2 separate regions of the Oryzias latipes genome follow, and region 1 is linked to region 2. A link is a contact called in public Hi-C data. All regions are on one chromosome and are shown on one strand. Each heading gives the region's core, a stretch centred on a gene start, on an enhancer-like site or on the middle of the called end of the contact. The rest is flanking DNA. Distances are from core to core; before and after follow the strand shown.

Evidence for each region. A called contact is a pair of places that touch in the nucleus more often than the background predicts.
Region 1: a Hi-C map of embryo shows a contact between it and region 2, with 2.1 times the contacts expected there. The contact joins the promoter of lbh here to the enhancer-like site in region 2. A contact is called at or near these places in 5 of 5 Hi-C or Micro-C datasets (embryo, fibroblasts and gastrula embryo).

What each region holds. Positions count from the first base shown.
Region 1 is chr22:7,882,741-7,889,246 of ASM223467v1, reverse strand. It overlaps lbh (protein LBH), which reads right to left and starts at 3,432. Exons shown (of 3, transcript XM_023951761.1): 1 at 3,253-3,432. The coding sequence starts at 3,281.
Region 2 is chr22:7,754,287-7,760,468 of ASM223467v1, reverse strand. No RefSeq gene overlaps it. Among protein-coding and RNA genes, the nearest start is that of LOC101163939, 5.0 kb to the right of the region's middle. Within about 2 kb of position 4,863, at least 2 of the 8 cell types and tissues checked have an H3K27ac peak or open chromatin away from gene starts, as enhancers often do. A contact at or near this core is called in embryo and gastrula embryo, where this site is marked.

The DNA.
Region 1 (6,506 bases), core at 2,183-4,682, 130 kb before region 2:
TAAACAATGTTCCTTCAAAAACAACTAAATCTGAACCCTTTTTAAAAAGCCACCACTTTCACATTCTGAGGAATTTCCAAATATTGCTTTGTAAATCTGAGACAAGTCTTGATTTGAAAATTTACATTAAGTTCTTCCAAATCTACGAAATGTGAAATTTTTTAGAGATCCATCAAGTTTTCTCTACATCCTATCTAAATAAGCCGCTGCCATGATTTAATAAGTCAGTTTAGCACCAATTCTTGCAGGTCGAGACTGAATCGTGTGATTAATCACTTAAGAGATCACTGACTCCTGAAGTGAAAGAGTTTCAGTTCTTCCATCCCTGAGGAGAGGAAAAACTGACACCACGGTAGGGTGTAGGGTGGCTCTAAAATGTTAAAGTTCTAACTTAATCCCTGCATATAACCTTTCTGTGATAGTCACTGGACACGCCATGCTTGGTCGGAAAATAAACTGGGTGTCCAAAAATGAAAATATTTATAGCGTCTAATATGGGAATGAGGCTAGATAAATCTAATTGAAATCTCTTAACTATCGAGATATCTTACTGAAGAACAAAAAAAATAAAAGATAAAAACGGAAAAACACGCAAAAATGAGGAGTACAGAGGGATAAGGAGTGACAGAAGAGACCTGAGCAGAGGAGGAGGAGAGGAAGGAAGGGGGGAACAAGGGAAAGAAAGATAAACACTCAGGCCTTGCCAGTCATATTTCTGTTCAGGGATTGTATAAACATCCTGCTCAGCTCGGAATAACAGAACATTGTCCTAATAAAATATAAAATGGCATAATAAAAAGGGGAAGTCCGCAAGCAACAAGGAAACAAACATGCATCAAAAAAGGAGTCCCAAGCGGCAAAGGAAAACAAGTCCCAGAATGTTATACCATATACCTGGAGGACACCACAAACGCACTTGAACCTCTTATTTGTAAGGTGGCACTAACTAAAATTCATTTTTTAACCAGATTCCCCAAGTCCAGTCGTGTCATGGGAAGAAACTCACTTTGGCTAACATGACTTCAGTGAGAAACTAAATGTTCAGAGCTCTTTTCAGCAAAAGAAAAAAAAAATCCTGAGGTAAACAGAAAAGTCTGGGTGTGACGCAGCCCAGCAGCCTGTTTCATCTACATTTCTCCTGATCTCTGATTGGTTGACAGAACCTTTTCCTTCAAATTGAAGCCATAGATTTTTGCTGGGAAAGCAGGAAAGTTTGGCAGGACATTTCTAATTAAAATATCGGGTAAACAGGACATTATTTTTACACTTTAAAACTGTGTTTTTAATGCATTTGATACAATTATTGAGGTTTCAAATGAATATCAGGATTTATACTTTGCTTCGCTATGGATTGTTTACAGTAAAACCGTTTAGTTGCTTGTCTTGTTAAAGAATTCATCAATTAAAATGTGTTCATCGTTTTCTGACTGGCAGAGAAAGTTCAACATGGATCAAAATAAGTCCATATCAGCATATGGCTTTGCAGCCATCACAATGTCCAAACTACCTGAACATGGCTGGAGCACCCGAATCATTTTCAAACAAATGGCTTCAGTGTTTGAAGAAGGCTTGTAGGCCAGATGGCAGAAAATCTCTTTACCTCTTCATCCTGTCGACATAATCTATACCTGGTTCTGACAGCTTTCTCATGCTACAGTCAGCCAAGGCACAGATGGAGAGCAAGCAGTGCCCATGTGCCCAAAAGACAGGATTACTATTGCCTACAGGAGAACCAATTATTCAGTTAAATGACTGGGATGGTGCACAATCATGTCGGCTCAATTTCATGAAAATATCTGTTAGAAATAACCTTAAAAATCTAAACTTGCAAGTGCATATTTGGCTGTCTGAGCTTTTATTATGAAAGACATTTCTTGTTTCCCCCCCACGAAAACTTTATGCTACAGCTTAACATAACTTGTGGTTTCTGAAATCATCTAACAAACCCAACCTGACAGGCATCTTTAGAAAACATTTGAAGTCACATTAGTGACGTAGATGACAAGTTCATCCACATTTCCAGATCACAAAGATGCCAAGCTGCACTTTAGCATGCAGTGGCCTGTATATATAGTGGTGCTGAAATACACTCAAGCCTTCCTGACAGCAATCCCTGTACAAGACGGGAATTAGCATCCCTCATTGCAAACATAGTTTCCCCTCTTCCAGCTCCCAGTTGGCACTACTCCTACAACAGTCCTGCATCTCCACATGTGAGGCAGCATGGCAAAGCGGCTGATATTCCAGACCAGCTCAATCAGCTCTGCAAGTATGAAAGCAAGCTTTGATGAGGGGGGGTTGTATTAGTCTCCCCAGGGGGCAGAGAAAGAGTAAATAATCCTGTAGGTTGAATGTCTCTGTAAATACAGAGAGGAAACTCCTTTTAGGTTGTTATCCTTTCAAAATAATAGTCTTTTTTTGCACAAAGATAGAAAACACAGATGAGTGAGAATACAAATCATCCATAGCTCACCAATTGAGCTATGGAAACAAAACTAGAGAAAAATCCCCACAGAGGTGATATTACACAAAGCTAGGTGCAAACTGCAAGTGAGCAGAGGCAAGAGAAACCAAGTGTGGTTACAGTAAATAGGTTGATTCTGAACTTCCTGACAGAGGCAGGCAGAAGCTCACTGAGGTTATAAAAGCAGCTGCAAAACAATACTTCAATGCAGCTCGCATACAAAAAGGAAATGATCCAATATTGAGACGAAGCATTGCAACAAAAATGGCCTGGAAAATGAAGGAATATTTAGTCAAAAGTAACAACACTCAGTAAAAGGCAGCACTGCAAACTGCAGATCCATGACAAACAGACTGTGCACTGCACCTGCACCACTTCAGTAAAAGATCTGAAGGGGAGAAGAGAAAAAAAGAACTGTCATCCTGTGTACTGAGGTTAAAGGCATTAAAAAAACTGTCAAAATGCCTGATCATGCAGGAATAATAGTATAATCTCTGGATTTGAATGTAAATGTATTCATTAACGTTCAAATGTTCATGCTAAAGTCAAGGCACCCCCTAACATTTCCAGATTCAGGGGCAACACCCCGCAGGAAAATAAATAAAAAAATATATATGTCAAAGGAAACAAGAGTGGGAGTAACAAAAAAGGAGGATGATTCAGCGGGAAATCACCCAACAAAAAATAACTACTTTGTTCTTTGTCTTCATTTAGGTAAAAAACGTCTTAATTTTGAGGATGATGGGGTGAAAAAAGTTAAAAAGAGATAAAAAGATGGCAGTACTCACTGGTAAATGCGCTGTAGGAAAACAGACATGAAGAATTCGCACCTGCAGCCGGTTCCTTCTCTCCACACTTTGCGTCCGTTCGCGGTGGCGCGCGCTCAAAGCAAACGTATCTGTGGGAACACGCGCGTGCAGGCCGCTCAAACAGTCCGGCTCCTCCAATTCTGATCAGAAACAACAGCTGGGGCCACTTTTTATTCACGAGGCGGGCGCTCGCGCGGAGGCACAGACACACCTCCTGATAAAACTCCTCAATGGCAGCTCATTAACCGGAGCAGCCAATCAGAGCGCAGCTGACTCAAGCCGTCCCCTGTGCGCGCGCGCACCCCTCCCTCCTCCCCCAGCAATGTTGACGACAGCAGAGACGCTACTCATTGGGAATGGATAAAAAGATGCTGCAAGAGGTTGGAGATTTGTAGTCTCCAAGGCAACAAAATGACAGCCTTCTTGAATGGCAAAGGTGGACTGATTTGCCCGTTTGGTTGTGCGTGACATGTGTTCAAATGAGAGTTCATTCACAAATGTGCGTCAAGGGCAAGTCCATGCGTGCAAGAACAGAGAGGGCTTCTATCTTTTTTTTAAAAACCAAAGCATGCTCTTACAATGAAATTTTTTAGTGACTCTGTTGTCAGGAATCCTCGTTGAGGATGATGTCACACATCTTTCAGGACTTTCCTTGCATAACTGTCACTTCAATGTTGACCTTCACGCGATATAAAAATTCTCACATGTCTGATCTCCCGAGGCTGTGCATTTGACTCAGGGCAGCCTGCAGTTGTCAGTGCAGATGAAACTGTTCAGGTTGGTTCTCTGCTGCCACCTTCTGACTAAAAGGCTTAGAAATATGGTTGTTTTCACATTTTGTTCTATTCCTCATTTTGGAAATTGACTCATTTCGAAACAACCCACCTGTGTAGGGATTACTCCATGAACATACTGTCTTTGGAAATTTTATTATTTAATTTACTTATAAATATGGCAAAATATTAAACATACAAGAGTAAATATGCAAAAAAAAATACATCTTTTGCGTTTTTTTTATAAAGATATGAAACAGTATTTACAAATATTGAATGAAAACTGTAAAAAACTGTAAAAAAAAAAGTACTCAATCATTTGGTAAAAAAATTGTGTCATTTGAAAATTGTATTTATTAAGAAGTTTATTTATCTTTTTAAAAATACCTTAAGAAGTAGGCCTATTGCTTTTATTACTCTTTTGTTATTCAACCTCCTGGCAAGTTCAATAATTAGTTTGTTTCTTTCCTCAAATGAATTTGCTCTAGATGTTTAGTGTCATTCAATGATATTCTGTATGATAAAAGTTTATTTAAAAAACACTTTTTTTTCTTTCCCATTGATATACGGTCAGAAAAAGGTGAAGTACCATAAAGAAATGAACAGCTTTTTCTAAAGAGACACTTTTTGCTATTTTTACTTTTGAACATCAGACTGAAGACGATTGCTTGTATTGTGATCATGCTGTTGTGCACTAAACTATAGTTTCAAAGGATCTGTCTGGTATTGTAGATGTGTGACAAAAGGAACTAAAAACACGACATGGTTGTGAACCCACTGGTATCTTTATGTCTAGGCAGTTATTTGGCTTTCATTTCACCTTTTGCAACAGCAATGATGTAATAGTTTACTGGCTACAGCGCCATAAAGGAAAAAAGTCTCTGTGCATTCTTTTATCCCAAAGGACAATCCTCCCAAATGAACCCTTTGCTGAGCAGATCAAACTGAAACCTAACTCAGCCACTTTAAATTGAAGTCATCTTCATACTCTTTAAATAGCTAAAGGATGATTTGAAAATTCATATACATATAATTGACGCTAAATAATAATTTTTTGCATGCTGTAGGTGTTAATAATAGTACTTTATCTGTCACTGTTAAAACAAAATTTCAAAAAGTGCTTTCTGGTAATCATTCTTGTTTTATTCATAAAATAAAACTAAGGTTTACTGAAAAAAAAACTACGACTAAGGAATAGAAAATAAAAAATGCACAATTTAGTCAGTGAAAACAAGAAATTATAACTAATCAATTTGCAGTAAAATAAAGAAAATTCATCCGTCGGTAAAAACAAGGGAATACATTTAATGAGAGTGGCGAAACTGCTTAAACTATAATAAAATTAAAAAAAGGAACCTGAAGATGACTACAGTACAGTGAGTTTTGTGTTCAACACTGGTTCAGCAATTCATAATAACTTAAACGTTTTCATGTAAATGTGACTTCTAATTAGTTCCATTGTATCTGCTTGATTTATTTACATTTAGCAGTACCATTAAAAATGGCAAAAACTGCTCAAATGTATCCATTGGAGTTTGGTGACCCTGACATCAAATAAAACTACATTTCCTCCTGTTTCTGTTTCTCTTGAAATTTTAATTACTGCTTTTTTGTTGATATTGATTTGATTGTTCAGTTTGTATGACTTCCAAGGCAAATTTGAACTTATTGTTAATGTATGTTAACCTATTGTTATTCTGTTTTATTGTTTCATGAAATGAACAAAAAAATATATAATTAGTTGGTTTGAAGGCATAGGGATGCGTGTGTGAGCATTATGTGTGTTGTGTACATGTTGATGTGAACATTTTTTATAACATTTGAGTGTGTGTGTGGACAGGCCCCGCCCTTATAGACTTGTATTACATCTGAACCTCACTGTAATGATTATAACCATCCAGAAACTTGTTGCTTTATGCTGCGTCATGCTGCTTCTTTTCTGCAATCACCCTCCTCTCCCCCCCTCTCTAACATCCCTCTCTCTTCTTCCCTCCTTTACTTTTCCGTCCGGTCCAACACGAAAGATTTTCAAATACGATTAAAATTAATAAAGTTTGGTCTCGATTACAAAAGGGGTTTATTCAGACATACTTCTGGTTTGTCTGAAGATTCACAACCCCTGTTGTTAAAGTAAAATACATCCAACACAAGAAGTCTTCAGCTCTCATCTGTTTGTCCAGCTGTTGGACAGGACAAGTAAAAAAAAAAAGAAAAAAGAAAATAAATCAAAATATCAATAAAAAAAAAGTCCATTATTTAAAATTCGAGAAAAACAGAAACAGAGGGAAATCATTTATTTGATATCAGGGTCACCAAACTCCAATGGATACATTTGAGCAGTTTTTGCCATTTTTAACGGTGCTGCTCAGGGCGGCCGGGCTTATGGGTATCCTGTCGGCTGCGGGAATGGTCGGGCATACGGCGCTGGGGGTCGGCCGGCTGGGGGGGGGGGGGGGGGGG
Region 2 (6,182 bases), core at 3,614-6,113:
AAAAAGGGAAAAAAACTGTTCTGGAATTACTTGAGGAAATAAAGTCCAACTAGGAAGTGTGGGACAACACATGGTTGCGGATAACTGCTAGATAACATGACTATAAGCTATGTCAGAGCAGCTGCCTTTAACTTCTTTGTAAACAACACGGGAAACATTAACAGAGGATGGTTATCCAGCCATTAAAGTTGCTTCAAGATTTACTGTGAGAAGATGTAGAAAAGCTGCTGTCTCGCTCCCCAGGAAACCCAAATATCTTCCTCTACCATTAAATAACATTAGCCTTTGTTTGCCTTTATTAATACCGATATATTACTCAGGGAAAAACAAGAGAGCATGACTTGGAGGTACAGAAGTGGGGATAAAATATGGAGGGATAGTAGGGGGCGCTGAGGTGATTTCTGTTCATCTCCAGCTGCTACACTGCTCATCATGCTGAGAACTAACATGAAACACACACGCTATGTTCTCCTCTCACACACATCTGACATCCATTAGGGATCCCGACAGAGGACCAAACCTCTGAAGGCCCTTGCGGTCCCTTCTCTCAGCTCCTCATAGAAAATAAAGGAACGGAGAAGATGAAAAAGATTCAAAGACAGAGATTTTGCTGATAACTAAAAACTGGTTCAAACTTGAACACTGTAGAGGTTTTTTTTTTTTCCTCTTCTGTGTGAGAACACAAACACTCCAACATGTGCGCATATTTTTTAAGTAAGCTCATACCACACAACGTCTTAAATATTCTTCATTTTCGGCAAACGGTATGACAAAAATGGGGGCGAAATTCTGTAACATGGAACAAAACATGATGAAATGGTTGAAGTTCTGAACATTTTTTGACTGAAAAAGAAAAGTTCGTATTTGCTTTAGCATATTTACATCTTCCTGAAGAATTGTTCACCATATAAAGTGGTATATTTGAACATTAGGAACATGCAAAACTGCACACGATTATTCAAAATGGCATGATTGGGTACCGTAGTGGCAGTTTTTAACATTCTGCAACATAACGGCACTTGAGAGTCACCAGGCCGGGCTGTAAAAACATTCCAAAGCTGTCTGTGGGATATGTCTATTCCCTGGGCAGTTTTTCCCACTCAGATAAGTCAACCTTGACAGTGTGAAGCATCATCTAAAAACACTGAGGACAGGCCAAACATGTGTAGGTCTCCATCCAGGCCTACTAAGGTCTTGGGGGCATAGTACTCACCTTGTAAATGAAAGCACAGAGAAATCTCACATATGGGTAATGTGTTAGGCACTATTATGTTTGTTTAATGGCTTTGAGGTAGCTAAAAAAAAAAGAGTACAAACTTTTTTAATACCAAGCTATTATAAATGGAGGATGATTTGTTTTTGCTCGTTTTCTTGAGGTAATGACTTAAAACTAACTTTTTTTTTCTGAAGAAAACATGGCTTTTCTCATCTTCTTTATTTGTATAAAATCTTAAAATAGGAAATGAAATGTGACACCTATATATAAGACAGCAATAGTTTCCCAGCTTCTTTAGCTCCTCCCACTTTTCTTTTGTTTACATACCGGACAGGATCCCATGTGGCCTGCCCCTGCCCACTTTTACTTAATAGCTGCATAGTTAAACAGAGGGATGAAGAAAAGGCTAATGCGAGGGAGAGGAAAAGCAAACCTCATCGATCTTCATGGCACTTTTCTTTCTTGCTATCTGTTTCAACAGCAAGTTCACTTTGTCCTGGAGGTGAAGCTGACAGGCTTTCCAACGGCTTAAATGCAAAATGTTGAAAGTCATCATCAGGAAGTCTGCCAGACGTTTGCAATGGGCTTGATGTCCAACGCTTGAAGAGTTGGATTCATCAAAAGTTTACTTTAGTGAAATAGTTCATGCAAACAGCCTTGTCTGTTATAGCAAAAATGATTAAAAATATAAAAATGTTGGGTGAACTTTTGACTGGTAGTTTCCCTAATCTTTTTGTGGATTTATAGAGTGACGGTAAAAGCAGCTTTAAGGCCGTTTCGAGCCTTTCCGAAGCTAAAGGACACACTGCAGACACACACTGACAGGGTGTGAAAATGGGAAAAATGAAAAATATGTTTCTTATTGGCATTTCTGCTAAGACCCTTCATGCTACGGTCCCCAACCCGGATAATATACAGGGTTGTGTCAGGAAGGGCATCCGGTGTAAAGGTCTCTGCCAAACCACCTGTGCGACTCACTGGAAGCTGATTCACTGTGGCGACACAACAACTTTTTAGCATTTCTACGGTTTTCTCACTGAGTGCATTTCCTGCAAATTAACTGGCTAAGTGATGAATCAGAGATCATTGATCTTTTTTTGTTGATAATTTGTTGGGCTTTTTTAAAATTTGCCCCCACAGTTTTCTATGTTGCAGCATAAATATTTGTAACGAATGCAGCCTGTAAAAAAAATGTTAAATGTGCAAAAAAGATTTCAAAAGCAAACAATACAGAAATGATCAGATCTAGCATATTTCAGTTAAATGTAATCTTGACAACCTGAAATGATTGGATGTCTAACAAAAATCCCTTTGGCGCGTTTGTCACCATTCCTGGTTCAGCAGCTGGTTGGATGCTGTGATGGACTCAGTGATGCTTTCCTTGTTTACTAATGGAATATGGCAAAAGCGTCTGCTGTGAACTATATGGGGTAGGGATGCAATAATTAACTTTCCCCGTGATTTGATTCAAACCTATATTTTCAGATCACAGTTTTGTTTCGGTTCAGTATATGATTTGTGAATTACCCAGCAACAACAAAAAAACTAAAAGTTGTGATAAACCTTTATTTCATTTGCCTATAAACAAGTTAAAATTAAGAAAAAAAATTATTATGTAATAAAACTACAAATCCTTCTTAAGTTTGGAAAAACACGTGTTTGAGTCTTTAAGCATAAACATACAGATATGCAGTAGGGATGCAACGATACACTTTCCAAGATTGGGTTTAATGGTTTAACATACGTTTCAGTTTTAAGCCGAGAACAGTGGCATCCCTGGTATGGAGCAACACCTTTTCCATCAAACTATGATTACAAGGAAACTTTAAAACATGTGAATAAGGAAAACCAATCAGAGTGTTAATTTTAGAAGCTGTGTCCCTGCTCTGTTTTTGGAAAAGGCATGTGGATTTTCCTTTAAGTAACATAATTGTGGATCTCATGCAGGTGAAAATATTTGTTGCGAATGGAGCCTTTGACGGGTTTTATGATGGTTGATTTGTGAGGAAAAGGCATGAACTGAATGTTTCATGACAAAGTTGTCTGTTTTGAACAAAATCATTTACATAGAAGGGAGTTTTAAACCTGAAACCATTTGTGGAAACACTTTTAAGGTTTTTACGAACTTATTTAAAATATAACAGTGAGACCTGATGGAAATTTCTTCTATTTACAGCAAAACTGTTGTTTTTTTTATGTATGTGGTATTAGAAGGTAACAAACTATATGTTTCTGTTCAAAAGTAAACAGAAGATTTGAAAATAGGCCTATAAAAACGTATAATTGAAATACCTGTCAGGACAAAAAGGTTTCATTCTTTGACACGCTCACATGTGATACAAACAGACAGGATGGCTGACACCAGGCAGCCCATCCCCAGGCAGACTCCAGTAAGGAGGGATCAGACTGGCGAACAGTAGGAGTCTGAATGACAATAGGTCTGGTAGCCCTGGAGGACATCGTTAAGGCAGTGGGATCCTTCAGCAACGGCCATGTGCCGGAGTCAACAGCTCCAATCACCCAACTGAAACCTGGAGCCCAGACATGTGGAGCCGCTGGCCTGATCTCAGCTGCAGCCAGCAGGGACTGGAGCTCCCCAGCCCAGACGCATAAGGGAGAGTCTTTTTTTTTTTCAGATTCCCCGTCAGATATGCCCCGAACCGTTCAGGTTACTTTTCTACACCTCGTCATCTGGGCTCTGCTGACCGTCCCCACCTAAAATCACCCCTGGGTGTGATTGGACGAGGACTTTTAGAAACAGGCAAAAACTACACATTACATCACGTGTTTACTTATCCAGGGTGGAGCTGGTGGTGAGTGGACAAGCATTCAGGTTTAAATGAGTTGTGACCAAAAGCAAAGGCCGGCATTTTGGCGACAAGGTTGCTTTAAACACCGAAAAGTGTAAAAGAGAAGAAAAGGGAAGGAGAACCAAAGCAAAGTCTTTTACCTAAGGTGCATGTGATTTGTTTCAGACAAACTTCTATGTTGATACTCAGAGAATTCCCAGATTTCTTGAGCATAATGCCGTAAAGTTTCCCAGTATACAATGTAAGCATGTTGAGATTATTTGCTATTAATGACAACAATTAGGGGCTCGCGCCTTTGGTGTGCTGCCAACTACTGTTTCAACCTTTTCCGTTCCTTGGAAGAGGAATTTCAGCTCCCTAAATTACTTCCTTGTTGTAACAAAGCAGTAAACACCCTCCAATCCTTTCTCAACTATCTGCGTATGATCAGCATCACTCCAGTAACTGCTAGTGACATGTGTCCCAGACTGCCCTTGTTGTGCATCCAACTACCCCACCTCTGCTAGGTGCTGAAGTTCACGGAGACCGAACAGAGAGGGCAATCCACAAATTGCTGCATTTACAGTGAGCGTGGGATTCTGGAGTTTCAACACAGGTTTGTTCGTTTTTCACTGAAATGGAGTAAAAAAAGAAAAGAAAAAAAAAACACACACACACAGAAGGCAAAGATAAAGGAACAGATGGGTGGATAGATTCTCACTAATTTATCCACCATCTCCCTGCAACCCTGGCCCGTCTGCTTTAGCAGCAATGGCCCGCGCGGAGACATCAAGCACATTCCAAGAGCCAGCCCAATTACGGGCAGATGAGGGGCAGTTCTCTTTGTTTAAGAACAAAGCCAGAAGTGTCACAACTGATCTTTGAAGAGAGCTCTCACGGCAGTCCCTCAGTGGAAGGGAGTGGAAGGGGGGAAGAGGTGACCAGCTGGTTATAAATATCTATATGGTTAGTTACTGTAAGGAAAAATTGCAGTTTGTTAGTCATTCACCCATCCAGGTGGTGGCTGCGAAACATCGAAGCACAGAGGCCAAGCTTCAAACCTGAATGCCAGAATAAAGCGATTTGGGGATTTGGAAAAGACACATTGATTTGGGACTTAAATGAAATATTTCGAACACTTTTATCTTCCTTTTCACTAAATGTCTTTGACATACAAATTCTACACATCTCCCCAAAAGGCTGTAGACAAAGTTAAAAAATGACTTTTGTTCCTTTTTGAGTCATTTCTAGATTTTTTTGACACTTTGACACAGTTAGACATCTTTCAAATTGATTACAGAGGTGCTTGTATACAATTTCACTGTTAAAAGTTAAAAACAATGTCTGTTTATTTTTCAACCTTTCCAAAAGGTAAGCAAAAAAACATTAAAACCCTCCGTTCCAGTTTGTGTGCTGCACGCATATTTTCTGTAAACACACATGTGCTAAAGTGATACAGCTTATAAAACCCAAAGTTCCTGCGGAAGACGCTGTTTTACCACCACATTGCAAGCCTGTAAGGGTTTCGAATTTGACACTAAAAAGACAGAGTTTGGGTGGGGTGACACTCTAATAATGCACATTGTACAAGTAGTTGTTGATGGGCAAAAGAATACAGCATGGGGCAACAAAGGGGTGGGACAAGCTTAAAGTTTAATTCCCCCTGTGCAGTAAATTAGGGCACTGCAGGATAATGTCTGTTTATTCCAAATACAGCTGCCTGGGCCTCTCTCCATCGCCTCTTCCCTCAGACAGCTCCCGAATCACCTGGTCCTCTGACATTCAGACAGGAATTGTTTCCTAGAATTGGAACTCCACTTGCTTCACAAATGCACAAACTCTCTACGTATGCATACAAAGAAACGAAATGTCAACTAACTTGAGACTGATGCTCCTTCAAACAGGTTCCAGAAAGCACTAAATTATTTTAAAAAAGACTCATTTACAGTGAATATTTACTCAAATGTTGATATCAAGGTGGACTGCTCCTGTTTTTGTGCACATTAGTGACTGAAAATTTCTACAACAATTTGATGTTGTCCATCCTGTTAAAGAGGAAAGCCAGTTGGCATATATGTGCGGTTCTAGAAATGGATAGGTATTTGCTGCTCTCTGGTGGTAATTTGGGATGTTGACTTCCCATCTAGATTATTGTAATTCCCTCCTCTTTAGTCTCC